Linked DNA regions of Anas platyrhynchos: all the other regions are linked to region 1. A link is a contact called in public Hi-C data. All regions are on one chromosome and are shown on one strand. The core of a region is the stretch at or near the end of the contact, and the rest is flanking DNA. Distances in the headings are between cores, read along the strand shown. Region 1 overlaps BACH2 (BTB domain and CNC homolog 2). Region 2 has its middle 78 kb from the start of MAP3K7. Region 3 has its middle 41 kb from the start of BACH2.

What was found. A called contact is a pair of places that touch in the nucleus more often than the background predicts.
Region 2: a contact with region 1 is called in a Hi-C map of subcutaneous adipose tissue, with 1.6 times the contacts expected there. The contact joins two enhancer-like sites. A contact is called at or near these places in 3 of 8 Hi-C or Micro-C datasets (F1 follicle, skeletal muscle and subcutaneous adipose tissue).
Region 3: a Hi-C map of subcutaneous adipose tissue shows a contact between it and region 1, with 2.2 times the contacts expected there. The contact joins two enhancer-like sites. A contact is called at or near these places in 4 of 8 Hi-C or Micro-C datasets (liver, skeletal muscle and subcutaneous adipose tissue).

The regions. Positions count from the first base shown.
Region 1 is chr3:82,259,105-82,263,086 of IASCAAS_PekinDuck_T2T, forward strand. All of the region lies in intron 4 of BACH2 (BTB domain and CNC homolog 2), which reads left to right. Among named protein-coding and RNA genes, the nearest start is that of GJA10, 33 kb to the right of the region's middle. Within about 2 kb of position 1,962, at least 1 of the 8 cell types and tissues checked has an H3K27ac peak or open chromatin away from gene starts, as enhancers often do. A contact at or near this core is called in subcutaneous adipose tissue, where this site is marked.
Region 2 is chr3:82,034,943-82,038,924 of IASCAAS_PekinDuck_T2T, forward strand. No RefSeq gene overlaps it. Among named protein-coding and RNA genes, the nearest start is that of MAP3K7, 78 kb to the left of the region's middle. Within about 2 kb of position 1,634, at least 4 of the 8 cell types and tissues checked have an H3K27ac peak or open chromatin away from gene starts, as enhancers often do. A contact at or near this core is called in subcutaneous adipose tissue, where this site is marked.
Region 3 is chr3:82,097,095-82,101,076 of IASCAAS_PekinDuck_T2T, forward strand. No RefSeq gene overlaps it. Among named protein-coding and RNA genes, the nearest start is that of BACH2, 41 kb to the right of the region's middle. Within about 2 kb of position 2,162, at least 5 of the 8 cell types and tissues checked have an H3K27ac peak or open chromatin away from gene starts, as enhancers often do. A contact at or near this core is called in subcutaneous adipose tissue, where this site is marked.

The sequences.
Region 1 (3,982 bases), core at 712-3,211:
TTGCGCATGCGACCGACCTGGCTACGTATTTACATCTTTCAAGCAGTTCTCCGAAACCAAGTAACCCTAAGCTAGGAAAAACAGGCCCTGCCAGGTTCCACCATCCCAAGTAAAAATAACCAAGTAAATAACCGGGAAGTCTCTTAACTCTTAATGGAATAACAGCTTGGTGACTGATTCTAGTTATCAGATTACACGCTGAAAATAACTTATGTGCTATACTTGCAATTGGCCGCAAAAGAAAAAAAAAAAAAAAAAGAAAAAGAATATAGCGTGCGCTAATTTTAGCAAATAAGATTAGAGTTAATGTTTAATCCCTGAGACCTTCTTCAGGCTGTGGAACGAAAAATAGCAGCAGTGAACTGTCACTAATCTTATCTCCTATTTCTAGCATGTGTTTGGTTATATAAGTTGTAGTGTTAGGAACACGCTGGCCGAGTGAGACAGCTCGTAGTTTGTTTTCTGCGTCCTCGGGCTTACGAGTCAAACTTGAGGGCTGAGGTGGGTTTAAGCGGTTCACACAGATGCCTTCAGACTGCACTAGCGATGGTAAATCGTCAACAAAATGGGCACCACGACAGGCCTGCTACAAAGCACCGTGCGACTGATGGATCGCTTGCTGCTTCCACGAGAAATGGTCGCGTTTCTCGTATGTTTCCATCCAATTGTTTTAAATTAATATTCAGTTTGGGATTTGATATTCAGCATGTGAGGTTTGATTCAATTTTCGTTTCTTCCTTCCCCACGAAATGGCTTAATAATTAAATCGATGTCTGGAGATTCAAGATGAGAGCTTTCTAACTGTTTTTAGGTGCCTGATGATAAATTTAACCTGAAAATCAAAATACTGAGAATGTAATCCATAATCCTACAAGCAGCTCGCGTGCTTCGCAGAAAGCCCATCAGCACTCCTATTGATTGCAACAAGACGACTGAAATGCACAGAGATGATAATCTGCGCGCGTGCTGCTGTCAGGGCTCGTGTGTTCTCAGTGCAGCTGAAGCTCTGACCATCCAATTCACCCCAATCTGGTGGGATTGAGCAACGCATTTTCTGCAGATCTCATCATATCCCGGAGGGGTGAGGCAAACCCTGCCCTCCTGCCCCACCACCAATGGGCCTGTTCTTTGAAAGCGCCCCAAATATTCTTTACTTTAAAAGGAGCAATTTTAACTTTTTTGCTGTTCAACTTTGATGCTGTTTTCTAGAAGATCACTGGCAGTATGCCCTCGCGAACACAGAAACTAGTGCTGGGAAAGGCATACCGAATTGTGAAAGCCCACCTCACAAGAACAAGGCTGTGCTTTGTTAGCTTTGCTTTGCTTTTACTCAGTCGTAAAGAATCCATCCTCTTTCCTGGAAAGCATTCCAAGATCCCACTAAATTCACTGGAAGGTTTTGAGTCAGGGAAAGATCCCGACATTTCCACTTCTTCATTTTCTTCTCACTGCAGTCAGCAATGCCATCCCGGAGCAAACCAGACAGCTCTCTGTTCTCGATGTTAGTGTGCATCAGATTACTGTAAACATTATCGTGCTCCATTTCAGATATTGTCTTGCCAAGTTGTACATTCCTACGTGTTTACAGTGATCTTTCCTTGCCCTTAATCACTTTTCCCCTCTTTAAATTGAACTCAGATTTGCTGGCATTTTGCTGGGGTTGACCTTCCCCGATCCAGATGTAGCATTTCATACAAATGCCCTTCAGAGCAGAGTTACCAGACATCCATGTTTCTCTTGGAAGCAACCTTTTTTTCTCCCCCCTCCCCATCAGAAATGTTGTCTGTGCAGAATTGGAGGGTTTTGTCTGTTTGTCTGGGATTTTGAGACATCTGGCAGTCTGGGCAGTCGGCTAATGAGCATGCACTAATGAACTCTGCAGCACACAGCAAGTCCAGCCCATTCGCAGAAATGTCAGAGCCCTGCATGCGCTCCGAGGCCGTGTCCCATGTGTTCAAAACAAGGCGGAGGCTTTCACGGCGTGCTCCATCGGCCGTCATCTAGGAGACTTGGGTGCAAGGGGGAGCCCGAGAGGGTTCACGTGCAGTGTGGCTCTCACGTGGCGAGCGTGGGTGGGCATGCATACAACCGCACTTAAAAAAAGAATTCCTGTCCTAGAAATCCCTTGCAAAAAAATATGACATTCCTAACGTAGAAGTGAGCTAACCGTCCTCCTAATTTTAGAACAGTGCATGCCCAGTACTAGGAAAATGCTGTGCAAAAAGTGCTCTATATTTGTATCTGCAATGCCGACATCCTTACTAGTGTTTCTTATTGCTGACTGCCATCCAAGCATCCTATTCTGTGTGACAGTGATCGGTATTATTTTCCTTGAATTAGGCAGTTTTTCTTAAACTATTTAATACCAACCAAAGAAGAAGGGAAAGCAAGAAGTGTAACAGCTCTGCAACTTTTTTCCCCAGAAAGAAGAAGCATTACCCGGAATGCATAAAGGACATATAATGAGAAGTGATGGAGGAAAATAAGGGAAGGAAGATTTCCTCACAGGGAGGTTTTAAGTAGGGTCTGGCAATAATCTCCCAAAGGAAGTAGTGGAAGTCTGGTCGCTTAAATCGATTAGAACTAAACAGAGCATCACACTCCACAGGACTCTGTAAGGAGAAAGCAGTGTCAGACTGAACTAAACCAGGTTTTGTATGCTTGTTTTCTACGAGGCTGCTGTCTGGATTTTGCCGGTAAATTCAATATGGCTAATGCTGATTAACCACTCTCTTGATGGTGATTATATCACTGCATTATTTCCATCCCGTTTCTCAGGATCATGAGCTCATGAGGGTACGGACATAGGAAACACATCCCCTGGCTCGTCTAGCTCAGTCTGCAAGACAACTGGCAGATAAAGGACTGGAGAGTTTTGCATGGTCTTGTCCTTCACCTCACCCAGGTGAAGCACTAATCTGAGTAATTGTGTCCCCCGGGCACTAGGTGTACAGGGCCAGTGCATGCAAGACCAGCCAGTGGCAAGTGCAAAACAAAATAAAATGATGCCTGCTTAGGCTTAACTTTTTGGGGGAGGGGGCATGCTTCAAGTGCACAGGAGAAGTCCTCTCCTGGCTCGACTTGAAAGATAAGGGAAGCAAGCCTCTGAAGAGCTGAGATGTTTTCTGATCTCTTCTTGTCTGTGGGGCATTGCTTTGTGTGTACATGTTATCTTTTCTCTAGCTGGTTTTCCTGTAGCCAGTCAGTTTCATATAAGTGCTGCCATAGAAATGGGTTGAGATAGGAATAATGAAAATGGTCAGGGGCAGAGAAGGGAGGACTCCACATACAAGCTTGGACAAGGTGCGCAGCAGAGGCTCCCACAAATTGACCTGTCTACTTAAGCATTAATATACATGGAAAAGAAGGATCAAAAGCAAATAAACACTGGACATGTGTCATTTTATTTATGGTAGGGGAAAAAAAAAAAAAAAAACAACAAACAAACAGAAATTCTTGCAGGCACGTGTTTTACCCATCCAGCAAAGGCCTCTTTCATATGTAAATGGAGACATGTATCAGAGAAATAACCTGTTTCCTTTTTAAAACACAGATCAACTTGGTTTCGCTGACTGTTTTCACTGGGATGCTTCAGTTGGGTCAAATCATCTTAAAAGCCCGCTCTTACCTCATCCTTCGGAGATGGGTGTGCGGCTGTAAGGCACCCAGCTCTGAAGCCTCCTCGCTCGAAATGCGAGGTGGCCATGGCCGCACACCTGCGCCACCACCGCCACTTTCCTGTCAGGAGGGATGGGGTGTGGGCAGCCCACCACACGGGCCAAATCACTACTTAGTCAGCTTCAGGCTACAGAGGTTGCTCTGGCTTTAGCACTTGCCAGTAACCTGTGCCATCAAAGCTGTCCTTTGGGTAGTTTCAAGCATTGCCACTTGAGAGATTCCTCCCCAAGGGCAAGGACAAGTGCTGGTGCTTGCAGAGAAGCTTTCCTCCCCGGGACCTGCCTGTTGTGAGAGGGAGGAGAGC
Region 2 (3,982 bases), core at 384-2,883, 220 kb before region 1:
TGTCATCATCATCATCACTATTATTTCCAGTACTCAAAAGCCTTTAAGGCTCTTTGTTTTAAGACAAAACAATTTTACCACTTAACAATGGGAGGGAGAATGCTGCCAGTTTTCTGAGTTGAGATTAGGTACAAAAGAAAGATTGGAAACCACTGGCCCAAACAGCTCTTAATCCTGTGGTAACCTGCAATATGTTCCAGTGCTCGGTTGTCTGTCACTAGAAAATGTTCCTGACGGATAGCATAAATCTTCCTTGGTGCAATTTAAGCTCGTTACTTCTTGTGTTATCACCAGAAGGTATGGACAAGACTTTGTTACAGTCTCTGTTGCTACTACCTTTTATGTGTTTGAAAGTTGTTGTCTTGTCTTTTTCAGACTAGACACATTCTCATGGCTCAGTTTTTCCCCCCAACTTGACATTTTCTAAACTTCTGATCAGTCTTGTTGCTTTCATCTGAGCTTTCTCTAGCACTTGAGTAGGGCAGCTAAATATATCACTGCTCTTCTTTGAGATCCAAATTGGCCTTTATGCTATGAACTATCCTGAGAGTGCCTATAGGATTGATTACTAGCCACTTCACCTAAATCCTTCACTAAACCACCACTTTCTAAAACAGAGCTCCCATTCCTGTAGGAAAGCTGATTTTATTTGTCCCTAGCTTTACGGATTTTCATTTGGCTGTCAAAATGGATACCATTAAACTGACCTTCCTTTAACAAGTAATCCAGATCAATTTTTCTATCTAACCTATCATTCACAATTCTTCAACATTTTTTTCTGTTTTTCTGCAGATTTTCCACAAAGACCAGAAAGGAATCCTGTGGGACCCTGCAAGGAACATCCCCCAGGGTGATAAAATCTCATTTACAAGCAACATTTAATCTGATTATTATGAGCTCTTTTGACTTTGCACTTCTCATTTATTTTCACAGTGTCATGCGCAGTGAAGTCACGTGTATTGCAAAACCCTAAATGCATAGTGTCATCACATTTACCCTTACCAAACCTGAGATCTGCTCAGGAACCAATAGCAGGTTTGTTATCTGTAAGGGACCTCCAGCTTTCTTAGGGAGGGACAGAGTTCAAGTAACACAAGGTGGTATGTTGCTTGGAAAAGACCAAAAAAAAAAAAAAAAATAGAGGCAGGAAATCTGTTAGACATAAGAGGAGTGTATCTGTACTCATTTCATAAAGATATGAATTAAAGACTGGAACTGACTATTACTCTAAATTGATTGCATCTGGTAAGCATTAACTGAGTACACATTTCTGAACTGTTTGCTGTTTTTTTTGATCCCACTGGGTAGTCAGCTTCTGATATTTCCACTGAACCATGTTTAATCATGTTTAGCAATATTTTAGTGATAAGAGGTGGTGGCATTATAGCTCCACTTTCAGTCTTTGATGCATATGATTATATTACCTTCTTCAGTGAATGCAAAAATCCTCCAGTAACTTGCACTATTGACGTCTGAGGAAGTCAGGGCTGTTATTGTTTCAGTGTTCAGCATGCTGCCACTTCATTGCTTTGATCCATGGCCTTACGTGGCTTTTTAAAGTGGAGGAGGGTGGAGGGAGAAGGGTCACTGAGCTTGTAAACATTTCTATTACATCAGATTAGTTTCTCTGCCACGTACAATCTGCTGGTGAGACTCAGACTTTCACATTTTATAGTCAGCTATGTCTACAGGGACTACAACCATTCTGAGAAATTCTAGATAAATGTGAATTAGTTTTATTCTTATCTTATTACACAATGTACAATTGTACAAAAAAAAATGCCCTTTTGTTGTCTTTTAGTGCAGATGTGCAACCACTGGCAGATAATGAGAACAACGTGTTCCCCCTCACCAGCTCCTTTATTCTTTGGCTGTTAGCCTTAGCACAGGTTTAGGACTAACCATTCTCATTCATAGTGCTCTCAGTTGCTTTCCACCCACCTCTCAAATTTTTATTGAGGCTGCACAACAGTGATCTGAGATGGCTGCCACTAAATACTTGGAGTCATGTTTCTTAGAGTAGATCATTCAACCGCTTTTGCTTCGGGGAATAGGGCGTGCTTTTTCACAGTTACAAGGTCTGGGCAAGACAATTTATTTTTGCCCTTGTATCGGTTCAGGGCACTGTCAGTAGCATGGGAAAAGTGATAGTCATAACCAGCAAAAATGTTAATGTCTCGTATAAAATAATCTGGGGCACCACACGTAACATTTTCCCCTCAGAACTTTCTGGGCAGGATTTTCAAACAATCCGCTTTGTGGCAGCCAAAGATTGCAATTGCTTTGTTATCTCTCACATGTTTTCTTGCCAAATGTTTCCACAGTTGTCTGCTATTCAAATAATGTCTTGCTAACACAGTGGTCATTTTGAATATGCTAAGGAACAAGCAGGGCTCACAGCCTGCTTGCAGAGATCCTGAGCAGTAGCTGTAGTTTCTTCAGTGGTAGGACACACCAAGCGTTTTTCTTCTTGGACACACTACCTCACAAAGGCACATCGTCTTTTCTTGCATTTCTGGAAAGAGTAAACAGGACCCACTCGTTAGCCCCAGTCGGAGGAAACAACTGCGCCAGATCCTTGAAGTAAACAAAACACGATGATGATCCTGCAGGAGGCCCCAACTGCTTCTACAGGGCTCTGCAATGCATCAGTCATGCTCTGCAGCATGAACTCAGAAGCAAAAACAAATGTTTTCTGAAAGTTCAGGGTACGACTCCCAGCTGCATAAAGGCTGTGAGTAAAAAAAAAAAATAAAAAAAAAAATCAGGAGAACCTGAATGATCCTTACCAGCCTCTCACATGGTGGACTGGGCATCACACTGCAATTGTTAGTCAAACTACTGAAAACTATGTGCAGAGAAGAAACTAGTTAAGATGTTCACTGGATTGTGGCAAGCTGGAACCTGGTGATTTCTGAGAGGGTCACGCATGAAAAGCCATTGCCAAACACATGGAGGCTGGGACAGGGGCCTTCAGGCTGACTCAAACAAGACACTGTGTGGCTCAAGGCCCATGAGAATGTGTTCTTCTTTCCTTGCCTAACCTTCCTGACCGACTTTAGGTCTGCCTTTCTGCACCTGAATGGAGCCACATGCTTGGGGCCGGTTGTGAAGGTGAAAACAGGGCTTTTCTTCAGGCAAATGAGGACCACGGCTGCAGGTGTGGAACAGCCAGGCCCTGCTGGCCCTCCAGCCAGCGCAGCCCTTTAATTGGGGTGTAGCGAGCTCGCAGCTTGTGGGAGAGGTCAGGAAGCTTTTATCAGGTGGAAGAATGAGTCAGTGCAGGATGTGAGCCCAAATATGCTCTATTTGTGGAAAAGCATTTTCTTATTAACCAACCTGTATTTGACAGGGTTTTACTGAAACAACAGACTCCCCGAGGGCAGGTAAATGTGACTGTGGCAGCAGTTAGTGTTCCCTGGGGCCTTCGTGCATCTAGGATACAATTAGGTACATTTGTCTGCAAATGCTTTAAATATTTCAGCTGGTATGCCATTAAGGAATAAGAAAGGATTTTATGTTAAGAGAGACTCAAAGCACTGCAAGGCAGCCAATATCACAGACAAGGCATAAGAATGATTTGGGATAGATAATGGTTGTGAGTAATGTTATAAATGATCTCATAGAGTCTTTTTTTTCCTGTGAAGTAAATGACCTTCCTTCTTCCACTTAGGGAGCTGTGTGGCCATTACAGTGTGAAAAATGTCTCTCTCAGCCAGGACAGCTCAGTACATTTTTACTGAGGTCCATTGGATAATTTTAATGATGTTTGCTCACTTTCACTGAGCTCTTTCTTGTGGTCTTGTCAGGTTCCCCTCCCCTCCAGGACATGGGGAGGATAGGAAGGGGCAAGGGCTTTCTCACAGGGATGCAGGAGGCTTCGTTTCTCTAGATCTTTTCCGATGTCTGAGATGTTGTTTAAGTGGCCCACATCTAGCCTTTAGCTTTTTGACCCCAGATTCAGTGCTGGAGCTTTTATGTT
Region 3 (3,982 bases), core at 912-3,411, 160 kb before region 1:
ATAGTTACATATACAAAAATTGAGGTGTGAAGATAGTTGATTGCAACTGAAACACGATCAGACTGGATGTGCTACTGGAATATAAGCAGTTTGGGGGTGTATTAGGAAGCAAATGCATGAAAACGTAACATGCAGGATATAAGAACAGCATTTTAAAATGGTAGGTCTTGCTCAGTTAGTGTAAAGTTCCTTTTATCTTTGAAAATCAACTCTGTCAGTACTACCTCAGTTCTCTCATGTAAAACCTACAGACCCAACAGACTGTATAATAAAATCATGATCTGAATGATGTACAGGAATCTGAACGGTGTCTTCCGTTAAGAAATGGTCACAAAATTATTAACAGTATTTATGTACCAAAAGCTAGATACAGGTGCTTGGTGAGATTTCAAAATGCTGATCTGCCCAATTCCATTTTGGCTCTGGTTTTGATTCCTCTGTGCCGATTTCTGTCCTGTAGCAGCCTGATCTGGTTCACACTGAAAACACTGGAAATTGTATCACAGAGTAAAAAGAACTGTAAGATCTAAAAGGGACAAGTTTCCACTTTAAGCTCATTTTAAGTCAAACAGTAACATTCATTTCAAAATGACAGCCAGGAAGATGAATGGCAATTACCGTGCTTTTCAGGAATGTGTGCTATGGGCAGAGGTTTATGCAATTTTTATTTATTTTTTGCTGAGTTTACTGTTTGACCAGCTTTGACATACCTGGGGCTGGATCCTGTGTAGCGTGTTGTAAATACCAGAGCGTGTGCACTTTGAGTGCGGTGACATAATGGGCATGTAAAGCACTAGCTAAAGCATTACAAATGCTGCATGACTTATTTTTATCTGAGCCTTTCTGAATATAGTATTTTTATCTCTCATGCCAATACAAAGTTATTTTCGTGTCTCTAGGAAAAACAAGGCAACAAGGAGACTCAGCCTTGCTAGTGCTCAAACACACGACAAGTACACTGTGGGGCTTTTCACGTGTCTCAACACTACATATGTCTGCAGAACCAGAACCGAAGTGGCTCTTGCGAGCAACGCTTTATACGAACGTCACTTGGAAAAGGACATTTATGTTTATGAGTCAAAGTCTGCAGCGGGGTGCTACTCTCCAGCCATGGGTAGCTATGAAAAGTGGGGGTAAAATGCTACCAAACGGGAAGGCTTTTCACTTTACACAAGCGGGCAGCCACATAAAGTGCAAGCCGGGGGAGACCCGTGCTTTTGAAAAGTGGCAATGTGTTTGACGGGACATATGAAGAGTTGATTTTGTGTTGACGCAGTCTTTGCATACTTTTGTGTAATTAGGCAGACTTTGAAGAACGCAGGTAGTCTCGGGCAGGTAGCTGCAATTTCAGGAGGCATTGGCACAACAAATGCCACAGGAACTGCTCCTCCCTCGGAGAGGATACAGAAAACATTCCGTGTCACCTGCCTGTGTATGAAAGGGGGGAACGGGATGCAAACACACGGCGAGAGCTGACACAAACACGGGAAAAAATAAGGCGTGCGGGTGTCAATTCCTGAGCAGCTCTCCATCACCCTTCACTGGCTGCTTCTTCAAGACCCAGGCTAACGCAACCATTCCGTTGCCCGACACCTTTTAAGGACAGATGTCTCCAGAAATGTTTTTGTTGTGCACCACTTGTCTTTGTTTGTTTGTTTGTTTGCTTTTTAACCTCGCTGTTTAGCAGCAGCCCCCAGGGCTCCTTGCCCACCTCAGGCTCGGGGTGTCCCAGATCATTTTACACTGGGGGTCCTGCGGGCCCTGCTGCTGGGTAGGGGCTGTGGGGGGCACCCCGGGCTGGCCGGGGTGTGTTTCGTGCCTTTTTGGCTTCGTTTCCCACCATGGGATTGCCCCTGAGAGGGGAGGGGGCCTCGCCAGACATGGCGGCGGACTACAACTCCCAGAGCCCCCCGCGGCAGCCCCCCGCGCGGGGTCCGGCGGCACACACGCACATACACACACACACACACTGACAGGCAATGGGGGGGGGGGGGGGCAGAGCGCACTGCGCATGCGCCTCCGCCCGGAGGAGGGGAGGGGGGGGTGTTGAGGCGGGGTGTCCCCGCCGGCCGCTATTCGCGGAGCTCCCGCGCGCAGCCCGCGGTGCGTAGCGGCGGGGCAAGGAGCGGGGCGGGGCGGGGCGGGCGCTGCGCCGTTGGCGTAAGCCCCCTTGTTGTGAATGGGAGCAGCCGCGGCGGGGCGGGGCGGGGCGGCGGTGACGTCAGCCCGCGAATGTCAACAATGCGGCGATTGAGAGGGGCCGGGGCCGGGGCGGGGGCGGCGCCGGGACGGGGACGGGGACGGGGACGGGGAGCGCGCGGCGGCGGCGGCGGCGGCGGCAGCGGCGGGGCGCGGGCAGAGCGGGGCGGCAGCAGCAGCAGCAGCAGCAGCGCCGCCTTCCTCCACCTCCTCCTCCTCCTCTTCATCCTCCTCCTCCTCCTCCTCGCCGACAGCCTCCGCGCTGCCGCCGGTGCCTCTCCGGCAGCCGCTGCTGCTGCCGCCGCCGCCGCTGCTGCTCCCCCCCCTCCCCTCCCTCTCCTTCCCCTTCCCTCCCTCCTTCCCCCCCCTTTTTTATTTTTCTCCGCACGGCTCCGCGAGCAGCTGGTTCAAAGCAATCGCCATGTGATGAGCGCCTGGCTCGGGGATTTTTTTTTTTTTTTTTTTGCTCCCCCCTCCTTTATTTTATTTTATTTTTATTTTTATTTTATTTTTTGGGGGGGTGGGAGGGAGGGAGGGGGGGGTTAGGCTGTAGCTCGGTGAGCGCACGGCAATATTAACCACAACCCCCGAAACGACAACAACAACAGCTGCAACAACCCCCCCCCTCCTTCCCCAGCCCGCCCCCCCAGCCACGACAGCCCCCTCTTTTCCTAAAACCCCCCTCCCCCTTTTCCTAAAATCCTCCTCCCCCCCAAAATCACAAACCCGGCTGCGGCGAGCGGGGACCCCCGAAAGTTGCGCGGAGGCGAGGTGAGTGCGCCCGTCCCCGCCTGAAGGGAAAGGGGGGGGAGGAAAGGGAGGAGGGGGTAAATTTGGGGGCAGGCTGCAAAAAGGGGGAGCAGGGGGGGCTGTGCGTGTGCCCCCCTACCTTGGCTCTTCCTCCCCCCTTGCTCCTGGGGGGCTGCGGGGTGGGGAGCGCTGGGGTTGGGGAGAGGGGAAGGCGCGTTGCGTAACGGGCGGTACACGAGCGTGTGTGTTTGTGTGTGTGATCTGTGGGTACAGAGGTGCCTGGGTACGTATAGGTGTGTGTGGGTACGTATATACACCTGTGGGTACCCGTGGGTGTCTTGTATGTGCGGGACACCCAGCCCCGTGGCTCCCTCCACCTGCAGCGCGGGGCACACGCGGAGCTGGGAGCGTGGCCCCCCCCCCCTTTTCCCCCCTTTTCCCCTTTTATTTTGTATTTTTTTTATAGGTTCAGGGAGAGAGATGTGAACTCCGCTAGCAGTTTCTTGGATCATTAAAGGCGTAGCGTGTAGGCAAGGCGGCGAGCTGCGAAGACGCTGGCTGTCGTGAGCGAGGCTAAGTGTGAAATCATGCCTCGCCTTTTGTGGAGCAGGCTATTTTTGTAAGGCGGCGGGTGCCGGGCTTCAGGCGCTGCCGGATCGCTCTGCCCTTGCTGCCGGAGCTCCCGGAGTAAAGCCGCGTCTCTCCTCCTCCCAGGTGGCGATAAGAAACGTGGGGCAGGAGCCACATCGTATTAGAATTGCTCTTCGGGATGTCGGGAAGGGTTGCGAAACTGCAGCGCTGCCGCCGTTGGCTCTAGTTGAAGATGTGTCGGTGTTTTCACGGCGAAATCCCGTTTTGCTGAGACTTTGGGACTGCCGCTGCGCTCGTGCGTGTTTTCATCCGGCGTTCGGAGCCTCGAGTGAGGGGTTTTTTTTCGGGCTGAGGTTCTGCCATCGTGGTGGCATGCTCGGCAGCTGGGAGAGGGTGGTGGTGCTCGGGGACGGGGGCTGCTCCAGGTACGCGAGTGCTGGAG